3 separate regions of the Sus scrofa genome follow, and regions 1 and 3 are each linked to region 2. A link is a contact called in public HiChIP or PLAC-seq data. All regions are on one chromosome and are shown on one strand. Each heading gives the region's core, a stretch centred on a gene start, on an enhancer-like site or on the middle of the called end of the contact. The rest is flanking DNA. Distances are from core to core; before and after follow the strand shown. Region 1 has its middle 31 kb from the start of CCNL1. Region 2 overlaps KCNAB1 (potassium voltage-gated channel, shaker-related subfamily, beta member 1). Region 3 has its middle 49 kb from the start of CCNL1.

Region 1 (4,848 bases), core at 1,444-3,943, 600 kb before region 2:
TGTGATTTTCCTAAAGATTCTACCATTTGCACATTCTCTAGAAGTATAAAACAAGAAGCTTTTGGACTTTCTCAACAGTACTGGCTTTAGAGGGGATAAAGTGACCTTTGAAGGTCAAGATAACTATACTGCCAGTTCTTAGTGCTTTCTGGCTGCAATTTCCAGAACAGCTGTCCAGGACAACCTCTCTCCCTCGTGGTTAGTTCCCATCCTCTGACAATCTGTTCTTTCCAGGCAGGAGCCTTTCAGTTTGCAGTACAAGGTAGTAATAAGTACTATCGCCTCTAGAGGTCACTATTTGACTGGACGGGATAGAAGATCTCACTCTCTCACCTGCTGACCTGCAAGCCTTACTCAGAACACAATAAGGACTTTTTCCAAAGGAGCAATAGTATCTTTAGACTCGTCCAGTTTAGCCTCACTTGGGCCCTTAGTAGGGCCTGAACACTTGATAACAATTCTAAGGGTATAGGCCTTTGCTAAGTTCTGCTGGCAGATGAATAAAGACAGCAACCTCAATTTATAGAAGCACTATGTTCCATGTGCCATTCTGTTTAAATAAATTAACTTGCTTCGCATTTTTCAGTAACCCTATGGTGGTGGGGGGAGACACTTCAAACCCAAACAAGTTTGTCCACATAATCAACCTACATGGCTTTGCTAGAGTCCTATTTTAATCAAATCTTTCCCTACCAAGCCTGGAATCACTGGCCTCTTTATAAGGTGCCCAGATAATAAGATTTGAAATCCTTGGATCTTTTGGAGCTTGGCAGTGAATGCTGCTTACCTGCTGTGCCCCTGGGAACTTGTCCAGCAATCATGCTGATGCCCACACCTCAGCCCAGCTGGCCAGTCCTGGGATTGCTCCCAGTAACCCTCTGACTCCACCACCACCACCCTGTTCGTTGTCATGCCCAGAGAACTGGAGGCCCCCAGCTCTATCCCACTTGGCCCTTGCTTCCTAGAAGCAGTAGCAGCTTGCTTTGGAAGCTGCTTCAAGTTAAGCCCAAAGAAAGGTACCTGATAATGTCTGTGATGTTTCCTCCTTGGCTCTGGGTAGCGGAAGAGGCATGGGTTCTTGATTTAGACTGACCTGCATTCGAAGTCTCTTGGTCCTGCTTGGTGCTGTGTGGCCTTGGGTAGAATTGCCTAGCTCTTCTGAGCCTGAGTTTCTTCATCTGTGGGTAGGCACTGATAACATTTCCCTGGCATGACTGTTGTGAGAATTAATGATAAACATAAAGGACATTGGTATAGCGTAGGAGGTATTTGATAGATCTGATTATCATCACTTCCTTAAAGGCACAGCACAATCTCACCAATCAGATAAGCTGACCCTTGTGTCATGGCTCAGAGGATCTCTCCTTTTCCCCCACACACTGGTGCTGCTTACTGCCTATGTTATTCCTTGAGCAATGACAACACTGGCAAGTGTCATCTCTTGTGTCCAGCCTAATTCTTCAACAACTCCAATCAGAGCTGGGACTGTCCTTTATACACACTCTAGATGCCTAGTCTTAACCAGGGACCCAAAACAGTCAGTACTAAGAACTTTTTTTTTTTTTTTTTGCTTTTCAGGGCTGCGCCCGCGGCATGTGGAGTTTCCCAGGCTAGGGGTTGAATCAGAGCTGTAGCCGCTGGCCTACGCCACAGCAATGCCAGATCCAGATCTGCATCCTATACCACAGCTCACGGCAATGCTGGATCCTTAACCCCTGAGCGAGGCCAGGGATCGAACCCACAACCTCATGGTTCCTAGTTGGATTCCTTTCCACTGTGCCATGATGGAAATGCCTAGAACATAACTGTTGATGACAAACTAACTGAAGTCCATTCCCAAGTATTTATGGAGTATTTACCAAATGTCAGGTGAGGGTCCAGGGCTCTGGGAACAGGGAGGTGATTTAAACCCAGCCCCATACTGAGGGATCTCCTTCAAAGGCCCGGAAGAGTTTGTGCACCTTTCTAAGTTAAGCATCCAATTCCTAGGGAAGGACTTTGAGTCTGGTGCACTGTGTCTCGAATGGGAGGCAAAAGCCAAGTCCACAGCCCAGAGCCTTTCACCCTGGAGAGTACATAGCATGGCCTTGAGTGCCCAGGGACCCTGAGGCCACTCGGACCTCCCAAGCTGTTCCAACCACCAGCACCTGAAGACTGGCCAGCAAGCAGCCCTTGCTCTCATGGGGGTAGGAGACTGTGAGCGCAGAGATGACCATGCTCTGACCACGAGGGGGCAGTGTTGGACCGCGGATGGCAGAGAACTCAGCACGAGATAGATTCCCTGGTGACTCACTCCAGCAATGCGGTATCTGCATGATTTGTTTTTGGGTGGAGTGGAAAAGGAGAGAATGGGTCGGAAAAAATGAAAGCATCCCTTCAATTTGCAAACTGCCACAGTCATGAGTTCAACCAATGTTCAACCGCCTCAAGTATTTTTAGTGCAAAGAAATGAGGTGATGAGAGTTTCAGAAAACAAGCACTGTCGAAAACCCCAAATGATAATTGACGAAACACTATGCATTAGCAAAAGTTTACTCTTTCTCTTGCAAAAACAAACTGACATTCCCCCCACCCAGGAACAGGAAAGCTTTCAGAAGTTAAAAGAAATATACAGTTGACTAAGCACCCCCACACACACCCTGCCCCCAAGAGAATAAAGAACCTCCCCTCTTATCTGGGTTCAGAACTGGACAGCAACCCCAGTGTGGGCACTTCATAAATATTCAATGATGAAGATGTGGAGAGTGCAAAGGAACCATTTTGTCATTTTAAGAACCCTTCTGAAATGCCGGTGATGGAATCAGGATCTGAACTATCCTTTGCAAATCTTGAACATTTCAGAAAAGCCCAATTCAGCTGGTCATGAGGGATGAAACCAAACAGGGACTGGATTAAAGTCTCCAGGAGTTTGGGGTTGTGACTGTCCTTACAAAGAGCAGAGCAAACTGAAGCAGTGGGTGGGATTTTTTTAAACCACCACTCCCCAAACCTCCAAGCCACTGGGATTCAGTGAGTCCCCTTTGTGGAAAAGTTCTGCCTTGCTCCCCTGTACCCTGGCTGCGCAGGCTATGCCTGTGAACACACAGTTAACGTCGGAGCAGGGTGCGGCAGTCCCTGGGCCATCTTCCACCATCCCCAGCCTGCTGTGTCAACTGAGCTGAGGGACATTCGGAGAGAACGTGGTGAAACCAACACATTGGTATGTTGCCCTGTCAAGGTCTGCTTGTTTTGGCCCCGGTACACATGGCCTTGGCCCGTGTCATCTTGATAAACAGAGATGAATGCACCTCAGTAACCATCGCCCAGACTGCTTGGGTCGGTGAGGCTGTATTCTGGTGGAATTGTGCCCGCGGGGCTTGGAGATCTTCCACAGAGAGCTGGCTCTCTCTGCCCCCACAGAGACCCCTTTCTGGTGCTAAGAAACGCTCTCCGTTTGCCAGTGGTTGACTCAAGCCAGAGCAGGGCGGGGGCAGCCACTGCTTGGGTGTGGGCCTGGCTAACTTAGAATACAGAACAGCCCTATTTCCTCTCACCAGGCCCCCCAAGCTCCACCCACCACACACATGGCCACCCCTAGGAGCAACCTCTAATCCTCCAGGCACTAGAGCTGGGGTGGCAGGGGGGGGGGGTCGCTCCTCCTCCCTGATGGCTTCCCCGTTGCTTGGGCTCCTGGGAAGCTCTGCGGCCGACACCATGATGTAAAGGACAGTAGGCGTCAAAGCCCCCCCTCACAGTCCCTCACAAACTTGCAGCCAGTGGAGTGGTGGTCAGGCCCCAGGAAAACCATGGCATTTGCCACAGCCTTAGCCTGTGTGTGTGCATGTGCACACACACTTCTATTTCTAGCGCTCCCCTTTCCTCACTCCTGCCATGCACCTTGGCAAAACCTGTCCTGTCATTCATCTCTCAGAGACCGACCAAGCACCCACATGCGCAAGACAAACCTTTGCAGAGAGAGGCAGACGGTGGCTCCCTCCTCCCAAATCCAAGAGCCCAGGGAAGGAAAATAGTATTAACTGAGTTCGTGTTTCGTGTCAGAAACTTTAGATGTAGGACTTCTCTCAGTCTGGCCTCTCACCTGAGAGTAAGGCCTCGTTATTGCCATAAGAAGCAAGAGCAGGGACGCTGCCACCTGACTGCCTGAGTTCCAAGTCCAGCTTTGCTCCTGTGACCGTGGCTAGGTGACCTCACCCACATGCCTGCTTCATGGGGAAAATGGGACTCAGGCTATTGTGAGCTCGGAATGACAACGTACATAAAAAGTGCCTAGAGCAGCAGTGTCATGTCATCACATTCTATTAGCTTTATACGTTAAAGAAGAGGAGACAGAGGCCACAGATCGGGTGTTAAAGTGTGGTTCCTGGTGGGCTCCATGCTAATGCTCTCCCCAGTGTTCTTTTAAACATTGTGACGTGTCATTCCCCACCCCTCCCTCACCCCCAGGGATGGTTACAGTGGGCCTTGAAAGTGAGTTTTGGACTAGTGTATGGGAGAGAGTTTGGAGGACCAGAGCCATCTGAGTCTTGTTTGGGCCCTGAAATTGTATCCCTTGAGCTGGGTGCTGCCCGCTGTCGGCGGTGGGCTCTTTCCCCACCTGGGGGCAGGAAGGCCTTGCTGTTATGGGGATGGCTGGCGGCTGGCTCCCACCCCTCCTCTACTCAGAGGCTGGCAGAGACTGCAGGATTCTGACTCGAACCTCCTCACCCCCATCCCCATGCTAAAACCTGAGTTTTCCCTGAAAATATGGCAGAAGTTGAAATTTACACCCAAGCCCACCTGGCTCCAAAGCCCATTCACTCCATTCTTATCTTGGTCAGCTGCTAGACATCTGTGGCAGATAGACAGATG
Region 2 (4,966 bases), core at 1,447-3,946:
GATACATTTTATTCAAAGCTAAGCTTTCATAGCAGTGTAATTCTCCCTTTCATAAATTAACCATACTGTCTCCAGTTAAAGATTGGATGTTCATCCTTTTACCATCTATCTCTCCATGCAAATGGACATAATGTTATTAGAATCCTAATAGACACCTTGGATAAATTGGTACAGGGGGCCGTTTTTGAGGCCAAGCAACACTGAATATTTAAAAGGTAATGAAAGCAAATACCTAGGAATTTTGTTGAATTACAAGTGAAATAACTCTTGCTAACATGAATGTGAAAATAGAAAAAAAAATGTAAAATTGTTTCAGCCAGTTCTCCCAAGCAAGACTTCTGTGGGAACATAGCCTACTCTTTCTGAGGCAATCCACACTGCCTCTGGATTTTATTCATTTGAAAAAATGTATCTGTACAGCCTTAAGTTACTAAATACCTGAAGGTAATGTCTCCCCCCCCCGCCATAAACTTTCCTTTGCATAAACATGGGGTGTACAGAACAATGTAAAAATAGGTGACTCCAGTCCAAGATAAGAAAATATAATGGATTTTCTTGGTTGTGAGTTTTCAGATGTGCTCATAAGTCAGGTGCACAGTGGTAGCGACAGCAGACACCTCAGAATCCGAGGACACTAGAGGTTAAGCAGTGGGCTGCTAAGTGACTCAAAAGACTGGCTGGTAACATCGCTCTGTACCTGTATAGACCGCTGATTTACCCATGCAGCTCCTGAGGCTCATGCATTGCCTTATGATCTATAGTCCTTCTTGCTGTAGGGCTTGTTGCGCAGTATGTTATCAATCTCATTTACAACATGTGATGTCATCTTTGGGAGAACCTGGGAGCATGAGATATACAAAGGATGTGGTTAGTACTTGATACTTGCTTTTTGTGCTCAATATTAAGCAAAGTCGTCTAGATTTGTATACATTTATAAGCCACCACTAGAATGCTAGTTCCCCAGCAGCCTGAAAGCTCCTTGAGGTCAGGGGCCTTGTTTTGTTCACACAGCATCTCCAGAGCCTGAAAGAGTGGCTCATAGTAGGTGCTCATAGCTACTGGTTGACAGTAAATGAAGACAGAAATATAGAATAACTAGAGCAATAGGAAAAATGAGAGCCATATGTGTAATTTTAGATTTTCTAGCGGCCACAGTAATAAAAGGGGAAAGAAGCAGGTGAAATTAATACATGTTTTACTCTACTGTATCAGAACATCATTTCAGCATGTAGTCAGTATAGAATATTAAGATGCTTTAGGAGTTACCGTCGTGGCGCAGTGGTTAACGAATCTGACTAGGCACCAGGAGGTTGTGGGTTTGGTCCCTGCCCTTGCTCAGTGGGTTGGCGTTGCCGTGAGCTGTGGTGTAGGTTGCAAACATGGCTCGGATCCCACGTTGCTGTGGCTCTGGTGTAGGCCGGTGGCTACAGCTCCAATTGGACCCCTAGCCTGGGAACCTCCATATGCCGCGGGAGCAGCCCAAGAAATTGCAAAAGACAAAAAAAAAAAAAAAAAAAAAAAAAGATGCTTTACATGTTTTAAAGTACTAAGTCTTTCAAATCAGGTGTACATTTGACACTAAGAGCACATCTCCATTTGGATTGGCTGCCTTATGTGCACTTAATAGCCACCTGTGAACAGCAGGGGTCCAAAGATAAGGAGAGAATCAGTTAGAATCCTTGTGAGGGATTAACAGGAATACCAGGTAGAGAGAATAGCGTGAAAAAGTGGAGTCTGTGAAATGGAGTGATAGAAGTGTAGAGTGAATGAATGAAGTGTGGGGATGGTGGGAATATGGAAAAAAGAAATTCCGGTAAAGAGTGGAAGGCCTCGAATTCCATTTTTTGGAGTTGGGGCTTAATGCTGTAGGCAGTGGGAATTTCAGAGGACTTCTCAGCTGTGAGTGACCCCATTAGACACCTAGAGGTATTTTGAAGGATGAGTTGGAAGGAGATTGAAAGGGGACACAGATGTTAGAAATTAATTGCAGTCCCAGCCAGAGACAATAAGCATTACCTAGACAGTTAGCAGTGGAGTAGAAAAGGAGAGTGACTTGGAGAGACATTTTGGAGGCTGATGGCAACTTAAAGACTGGGTGACTAGGAAGATACTGATACAGGATCCACAGAAGTCTGGAGCACAAGAAGTTTGGAGTAGGATGTGTTGAAGTGAAGGTGCCTATGGGATCTCACGTAGAAGTGACTGGTAGGAGTTCCCATCGTGGCTCAGGGGTAATGAACCTGACTAGTATCCGTGAGGACTCAGGTTTGACCTCTGGCCTTGTTCAGTGGGTTAAAGATCTGGTGTTGCCTCAAGCTGTGATGTAGGTCGAAGACGTGGCTCAGATATAGCATTGCTGTGGCTGTGGCGTAGGCCCACAGCTATGGCTCCAATTCGACCCCTAGCCAGGGAACTTACAAGTGTGGCCCTAAAAAGACAAAAAAAAAAAAAAGAAGTGACTCGTAGGCAGCCAGAAGGGCAGCTGTGGACCTTAGTGGTAGCAAAGGACTGGAGTTGAGAGTTTAGGAGTTATCTGCACCGTCATGCTAATTGAAGCCCTAGGAAAGGGTGAGATCATCTAGGGCTAGCTAGTATTTATTGCAAGAAATAGGCCAAGGGCATGTGTTACACTAGGACAAGGAACAAAGGCAGACTTTCTTTCAGGAATAGTCTGACCCTCTGTGGAGACCGTGGTGAAATACATTCCTGATGACTGATGCTGAGGTTTGAGCCTCACCCTTCCTCTGCCTGCAGTCATGTTGGCCAGAGTGACCTTGTCTCCACTCAGTGCTCTCCTCAGAAGCCTTAGAGTTTGGTGGAATAGTGTAGGACTTCCTCACTGGTTCTGGTAACGCTTTCCTCTCCTAGAAGAGAGTTTGGTTTCCCACCAGCTCTGGAGCATCAGAGATCTAAACTACTGTGCTAAAGTGAGACTGCAGCAATGAGACCCAAATCTAGAAACTGGATTTGTTGGAAATTTTGGGTCTAAAATATAGTGGGTTAGCCATGTGAGGAAAAAACATTCTTCATTCATTACACCAATAAGAAAAGAGATCTAAACATTAGAAAAATGAAACCATAAAGTACTTGAATAAAACATGAAATATATACATGTATATATAGTGTTGCAAGACTTAAATATTCAAGAAAAGCCATAACATCCAGAATTTTATGTGAAGTTGCTGCCCATTTTTTTTTAAATGTTGGCAACTGTTTGAAAACATTTTCATCTACTAGAGATCACACAAACATCCCACGAGCTAGCAGTTTTGCAACCAAGGTGTTACCCTGAGTGCAATAATTGGGGAGTGAGGGAGGTCTGGCAAGTGTCACGGGCTGGCAGGTGTCAGGGAAGTCCTTCCAGGACTGAGTCACTTTGAGCTGGGCCTTGGGGATGGACCAGGATTTTTCCAGGCTAGGGTGGTGGACACTCCGCAGGGGGAGGACCACTATTCTGGGGATTAGGATCCCAGAGGAGGTGAGGGAGGGGTGATGAGCCCTGGATGGGAAGGGCCTGAGTGCTGAGGAGTCGGACTTCCCTGAGTAGCTGGTGGGGAACCTCACAAGGGCTTTGAGGCTGGAGGTTGGGGACCTGAGCTGCTGACGGGACTGCCTGCAGCTGTGGCTTCTTTCCTGTTTCTCCTGTCTGCTGATGCTTAGCAAAACCTCTCCAGTTTATGCTCACCTTAGGTACATTCAAAGAAGCAGCTGCCTGCCTTTGCCCATTAGAAATTTCCTTATAACTGCTGGCACTGCATGCTTTCTATCTGCTGGGAGTCCCCAGCGGCCCCAATCTAGTAGCCTCACTATATCAAGGGGCCCAGTCACAGCTGACTGAGGGCAGAACCTTTGGTGCTGGGCTGGCCAGAGGTGGGAGTAGAAAGGGAGAGGATATGGTAAGCTGTCCTGGTAGCAGCTTCTTGCTAAGACAACATCCTTTTCTCTTGTGCATTGAGCATGGAAGCCCGAGCATAGAAGCCCGTCCTGCTACCAGCCAGAGCCCTGCTGGGAGGAAATGCTCTGGGGAGATGACTGACTCATTTTTCCACTGAAATGTATCTTTAGCTACCTACAGTACTCCCACAGTCCAGGAGCTGCCTCTCTCTCTCTCTTTTTTCAACCATTCCAGCAATATTAGCTCCCCCTTTGGATGTCAGTGATCACTCTATTAGCATGACAGGAATCCTCAGCTCATCCCTCTTCTTGCCAAGGCATCCAAAAGTCCAGTCTCTCTTTCCAAAGCCTACAGAATCCTACTTTACCTACAAAGCCACCATCCTTGCTAGTCCAGCCAACACCTGTTACCTGGACAATCCATCCTTGCCTTTTCATTCTGCTTTTCACACAGCAGTGAGAGCAATCTTTAAAAATTAAAATAACAGCATGTCCCTCCTCTTAAAACCCTCCAAAGAATTTGCTACATGTAGAACAAAACTCATGACTCCTCTGGAGTCCTGTGTGATCTGTCCCCTGCCTGTGCCCTTCGCCTCTTTTGCTCACTGCATGTTGGCCACATTAGCCTCAGGCTGGTGCTTCCTAGAACAAGCCAAGTGCCTCCCCACCTCAGGGCCTTTGTACTCCTCTTCCCTGCGTCTGCTCTTTCCAGCGGTTTTCACATGCTGTGTCCTCCACTTCAGGTTTCAGAACACACATATCCCAGAAGGGCCTTGGGCAAGGATATTACCTAAAAGCAGGCTCACTCATTTCCCAGTTAGGCTGTATTGCAACACTATATTTACTTAATAGACCTTCTCACTTGAAGTGATTTTATATGTTTATATATTATGTGCCTCTCCTACTGTAATGTAAGCTCCTTGAAGGTTGGTATCTTTCTGGTTCCCTGTGCTGTCCCAGGTGTTGGGTAGAGTAAGCTCTCAAAGATCTGCTGAATGAACTAGGAGACAGATTGCTTAATTCAGTCTTCCTCAGGCAGTCCCTGAGCTGTTGAGAGCAGTGTCCTGTGCTT
Region 3 (4,808 bases), core at 428-2,927, 590 kb before region 2:
ACAGATGAAGCTCGGATCTGGTATTGCTGTGGCTGTGATGTAGACTGGTGGTTGCAGCTCTGATTTGACCCCTAGCCTGGAAACTTCCATATGCCATGGGTGCAGTCCTAAAAAACAGAAAAAATTGGGTCCTTTAATATGTACTTAAGATCTCATAGCTAGTTAATGGCAAAACTTCAAGGTCAGTCAGAACAATGCAGTGTAACCAGTAGGCACCCGATGAATGCTTGTTGCTATTCCTTTGATGGATTAATCTTTGAACATGAATATGCATGTTACTGAGAAGTTCAAAATCCATGTCGAGTTGATATTAGAACAATAAGGGCTTACCTCTTAGAGATTAATCTCACTTGGCATTAATTTGGATCTAATTTCTTAGATCTTCAGCTAAAAAAGGAAACATTTTGGAGTTCCCGTTGTGGCTCAACAGGTTACCAACCCGACTAGTATCCATGAGGATGCAGTTCAATCCCTGGCCTCACTCAATGGGCTAAGGATCTGACGTTTCTGTGAGCTGTGGTGTAGATTGCAGATGTGTCTCTGATCCCAAGTTGCTCTGGCTGTGGCAGAGGCTGGCAGCTGCAGCTCCAATTTGAACCCTATGCTGCAGCTATGGCCCTAAAAAATAAAAAAGCAAAAAAAAAAAAAAAAACCAAAATTAAAAAAGGAGACATTTTATTCTGATAAAACAATTATGACTGAACTCCTGCTAGAAAAAAATATACTTTTATAATTACATAAATATGAGAATGTTTGTGTAACTTGTGTAATAAGCCAAGGATGTATCAATTAAAATGTCCTTTAAAAAATTAACATGAAAATTTTAAGTAAGTGCCTTCAAGCAATGAGCCAACCAATACTATTTCGCTTCTCACTGACTTTAGCCTAAAGGTCTTCGGCACAATACTTTGTCTCCATCCTATAATAGATGATTGACAGATAGGGCTGAATCCTAGTTTCAAAAGACCTAGGATTGAGGCCTGTCTCTGCGATTCTCTGTGTGTACACCTTGGATGATCCTTTTTCTTTGCCTTTTGCCTTCTTGTGAGTAAAATGAGGGTCTTCATGGTATGATCTGGCTTTAGCACAAAGTGAGTCTGGAACTGCAGTACCCACCCAGTAGGACATAGTTACTAAATATTTATCATGTACCTGCTGTGTGCCCAGCACTATGGTGGGCGGCTCTAAGGGAATTACAAAGCCCTGGCCCTTATGGAGAGTGACTTGGAATCTAGCTAGAAGAGAAAAATCCGACATAAGAAACAACTAGGGACCAATTTCCACCTAAGAGCCGTGAGAAGTCCAGCCAAGGGACTCATGCAAGAAATAATGGGAAACATTTAGTAAATGACAATCATGGAGAAATGGAAGGGCTGTGAAATTCAGTTTCTGCCTCTTAGCACTTTATTTCTCTTCAGTCTCCGACACAAAGTCCTGGGTGGTAATAACCTGAAGAAAACTGTTTCATGCTAGATGGAGCCACACATTTCCCAACTACAACCTCCAGCCCTTGGTCCATGTTCCATATTCCATTCCTTTGCCCAGTTGCCAGCGAACTTTGCAAGCCCCAGGCTTGGCCCCGCTCCTGTTTAGACCTTGTGTGCCTCGTACAGCTCTCGACAGAGCCCATACTGTGTAGAGGATGCACAAAGGGGAACAGTATGCAAATGGCGAGAAGGGAAGTGTGGCGGCAGGAATGTCTGAGCTGTGCCATCTCGAAGATGGCGCCTGGGAGGGCACATCCCGAGCTGTGAGTCACAACCCTTGGCAGGGAGAGCCACTGATGAGCCCGGTGAGCATTTCTGTCTGACCCCATTCTAATCAACTCCCGGAGGTTTTCAATTACCCATTTGTAACATTCTCTTCCAGCAGCCGGAGGGGAAAAAACAACTGTGGCTGCTCATCTATAGAACCTCAAAAGTAAAGCTGTCTGGATTACGAAGAGGAAGTTTGAGAGACTCACAATGGAAGAGTTTAAACAAGAACTGCCTGTGAGAGAGTTGATTCAGACACTCTTGGGGCATTGGAAATGATTTCCTTAACAACAGAAGAAAGGAAAGTTGACTGGGGGCATGAGTGTTTCATTCATTTTTCGGCTAAAGAAAGAAAAGTGTCTGCTCTAGTTCTGGGTTTTAGCCTTTAGCCCAGCCACGGACTTCCCGTGAGTTCTTGTACAAATCGGTTCATCTCCCTGGGTCTCAGTTTATCCATCTGTAAAATGGCTGGTTGATCCAGGTAAATTGTAAGGTCCTTCCTGACTGGAATGTCCTGATTCTGGGCAAGCCATCTTGAAGTTTTCTAAATTACGCATTGCTTCACCCAGGGAGCTCTAGCTTGTGCAACAGATGAAGAAAGCACACTCGGAGACTTTCTAAGTGGGGCTGGGGCACCTCCACACCACTGTGCTTTGCTGTGCTGTGCCGTGTAGGGATGATGGGTCTCTGCCCCAGCAAAGAGAGAGCTATTTTGAGGCAGGGCTGATTAGATATAAGGTGTCTCCTTTCTCCACAGGGCTCTGGGCCTGACTCACCCAAAGTTCTTGGGTTTAGAGCTTAACCCTTAATGGAAGATGGAAGTTAACCCCTCTGCTTGCTTAGGAAGTTCGCGCCCGGTACCTGGCTTCCAGAGCTCCTGCTTTATCAGTGGCTGTTAAAACATTCTTTGACCTCTCCTTGCTTAGAGCGCTTTGAAGAGCAGCACTTGCTTGTCTCCTTGACATCTCTTGTTTGTTCTTTCCTGTTACTCCCAGAGTCTTCTGGGTTTTATAAAGGAGGACATCTCAGTAATCTTCTTAACAGCAAAGAAATCTGGCCACCCCTGCTACATGGGGGGATGGAAGTGTCACAAGATTCTTAAAAGCAGCACCGGGCAAAGCTGCGAAATAGTTTTGCAAGGAAAAGCCCGGAACATGAATGACACAAAAGACCACTAGAGTTATGCTCCTTTTAGTGCCAAAAAGATAAAACTATAAGGCATGATTTTCCTAATATTTTAACTTAAAACCTTGTTTAAATCAAAGTATGCTTTTAAAAAGATATAATGTTGCAAAATGCTTGAGTTCCCCCCCAATTTATTTCTACTCTTGGTGTGTGATCTTTGATTGATTTGTTTATTTTTTGGCTTTGGAATGTCGAAAGCGCCCTTGTGACACTTGACATGGCAGGACTGTGAGACTGTGGGTTGGGCTGTGCTTGATTTTATTCAGTTGCTTGGTTCCTAACAAGCTGGATGCAGATCAAATTGTTACAAACTGCCTCATATTTTAAAGACACTTGAGAGAGTTCACCTCTTTATAAAAAATGTGTACCAAGTTCTTTCTAATGAGAATAATCACCCCTTCTGTTGGTTTTGAAAATGAAGGTTTTTCAAGTTTAAGTTTTCCTGAAGTAAGAGATAAAACCCAATGTGGAGAACTCTGGAGAGAGCTTTGGAGTGACAATTACCAAGACCATGGGGAATTAGGTTATTCGAAGTTCTCTTTTCCTCACCTGTGAAAATAATTGTGGGTATGTGTCCAATTCACAGCCATGGAAATGGGTGGTAGAACAAAAACAGCCCAGCCTGGGCTCCAGGAGCCTGAATTCCGGTCCAGCCTCTGTCCCTACCAGCTGTGTGACCCTGGAAAGTTCATTTCCTCCTCTGCACCTTGGTTTTCTCATCTATAATATGATCTCTACGTCCCTCTCGACTTTGCTATTTTAGGATTTGAACAATTTATTGTTCGGAAACAGCTAAAAAATAAAAAATAAAAATAAAAAGAGGTTGGAAGCATTGATTTCGATTCAAGTTACAAAGAAGTTTGTGGACCTGTGCCATCTTGGGGCTGTTTCAGGTCTTGTGTAAGATATGAATTCAAGCATCCTTTTGCTCAACAAACACTTATGAGCACCTACAGTATGACAGGCACTATGCTAAAGGTTAGGGATACAGATAGGAATAAAACCCAGCACAGGTAGGGAACTCCCAGTTACACAGAGGACATAGGCACATGAAAACTCATTTAAAAACAATAAATTATTTACATATTTAATCCATTGACTTTCAGATTCTTGATTACCGAGCAATATACCAAAGAGACATTTTTCACCCCCCCCTGCTCAGCTTTTATCTCATGCTTCAGAGTCACTGGGCTGAGACAAATCCCAGGCTTCCTACTGATTGTATTAAACTTTTTATCATGGAAACTGAAAATATGTGTATGTGTGTGTGTGACAGAGAGACAGAGAGAGAACCCTTATATAAACATTACCCAGCTTCAATGATTATCAGCTTTGCTTAATCTGTACCTTCTTCCCCCAACTCCAGATTATTCTGAAGCAGACCAAAGCATCGTGTGTAGATATTTAACAATGTATTACTAGAGTTCTGTTGTGGTTCAGCAGGTTAAGAACCCTACTAGTATCCATGGGGATGCAGGCTTGATCCCTGGCCTCACTCAGTGGGTTAAGGATCCAGCATTGCTATGGCTGTGGTGTAGGCTGGCAGCTGCAGCTCTGATTTGACCCCTAGCCTGGGAACTTCCATTGCCATGGGTGTGGCCCTAAAAAGAAAATGAAAAGCAAAAAAGAAAAGAAGAACATACTACTAAAAAAAAAAAATCAATGCCTATTTTTAAAAGAAGTATACTATAATGCTTGCAATGGTTCACTTCTTTCTTTCTTTTTTTTTTTTCCTGCTTTTTAGGGCCACACCTGCGGCATATGAAAGTTCCCAGGGTAGGGGTCGACTCAGAGCTGTAGCTTCTGGCCTATACCACAGCCACAGCAATCTGGGATCCCAGGCACCATCTACAACCTACACCACAATGC

The links. HiChIP or PLAC-seq counts read pairs in DNA pulled down with a chosen protein or histone mark.
Region 1: an H3K27ac HiChIP or PLAC-seq map of alveolar macrophages shows a contact between it and region 2. The contact joins two enhancer-like sites. A contact is called at or near these places in 1 of 5 promoter capture datasets (liver), 7 of 47 Hi-C or Micro-C datasets (alveolar macrophages, embryonic fibroblasts, fibroblasts and 3 more) and 2 of 2 datasets of contacts at active chromatin or transcription factors (alveolar macrophages and skeletal muscle).
Region 3: an H3K27ac HiChIP or PLAC-seq map of alveolar macrophages shows a contact between it and region 2. The contact joins two enhancer-like sites. A contact is called at or near these places in 3 of 47 Hi-C or Micro-C datasets (embryonic fibroblasts, liver and subcutaneous adipose tissue) and 1 of 2 datasets of contacts at active chromatin or transcription factors (alveolar macrophages).

Annotation. Positions count from the first base shown.
Region 1 is chr13:96,971,091-96,975,938 of Sscrofa11.1, reverse strand. No RefSeq gene overlaps it. Among named protein-coding and RNA genes, the nearest start is that of CCNL1, 31 kb to the left of the region's middle. Within about 2 kb of position 2,693, at least 19 of the 83 cell types and tissues checked have an H3K27ac peak or open chromatin away from gene starts, as enhancers often do. A contact at or near this core is called in alveolar macrophages and skeletal muscle, where this site is marked.
Region 2 is chr13:96,366,746-96,371,711 of Sscrofa11.1, reverse strand. KCNAB1 (potassium voltage-gated channel, shaker-related subfamily, beta member 1) reads right to left here. Exons shown (of 15, transcript NM_001105294.1): 15 at 1-838. The coding sequence ends at 749. It also overlaps a transcript of SSR3 not described here. Among named protein-coding and RNA genes, the nearest start is that of SSR3, 21 kb to the left of the region's middle. Within about 2 kb of position 2,696, at least 15 of the 83 cell types and tissues checked have an H3K27ac peak or open chromatin away from gene starts, as enhancers often do. A contact at or near this core is called in alveolar macrophages and skeletal muscle, where this site is marked.
Region 3 is chr13:96,952,975-96,957,782 of Sscrofa11.1, reverse strand. No RefSeq gene overlaps it. Among named protein-coding and RNA genes, the nearest start is that of CCNL1, 49 kb to the left of the region's middle. Within about 2 kb of position 1,677, at least 12 of the 83 cell types and tissues checked have an H3K27ac peak or open chromatin away from gene starts, as enhancers often do. A contact at or near this core is called in alveolar macrophages, where this site is marked.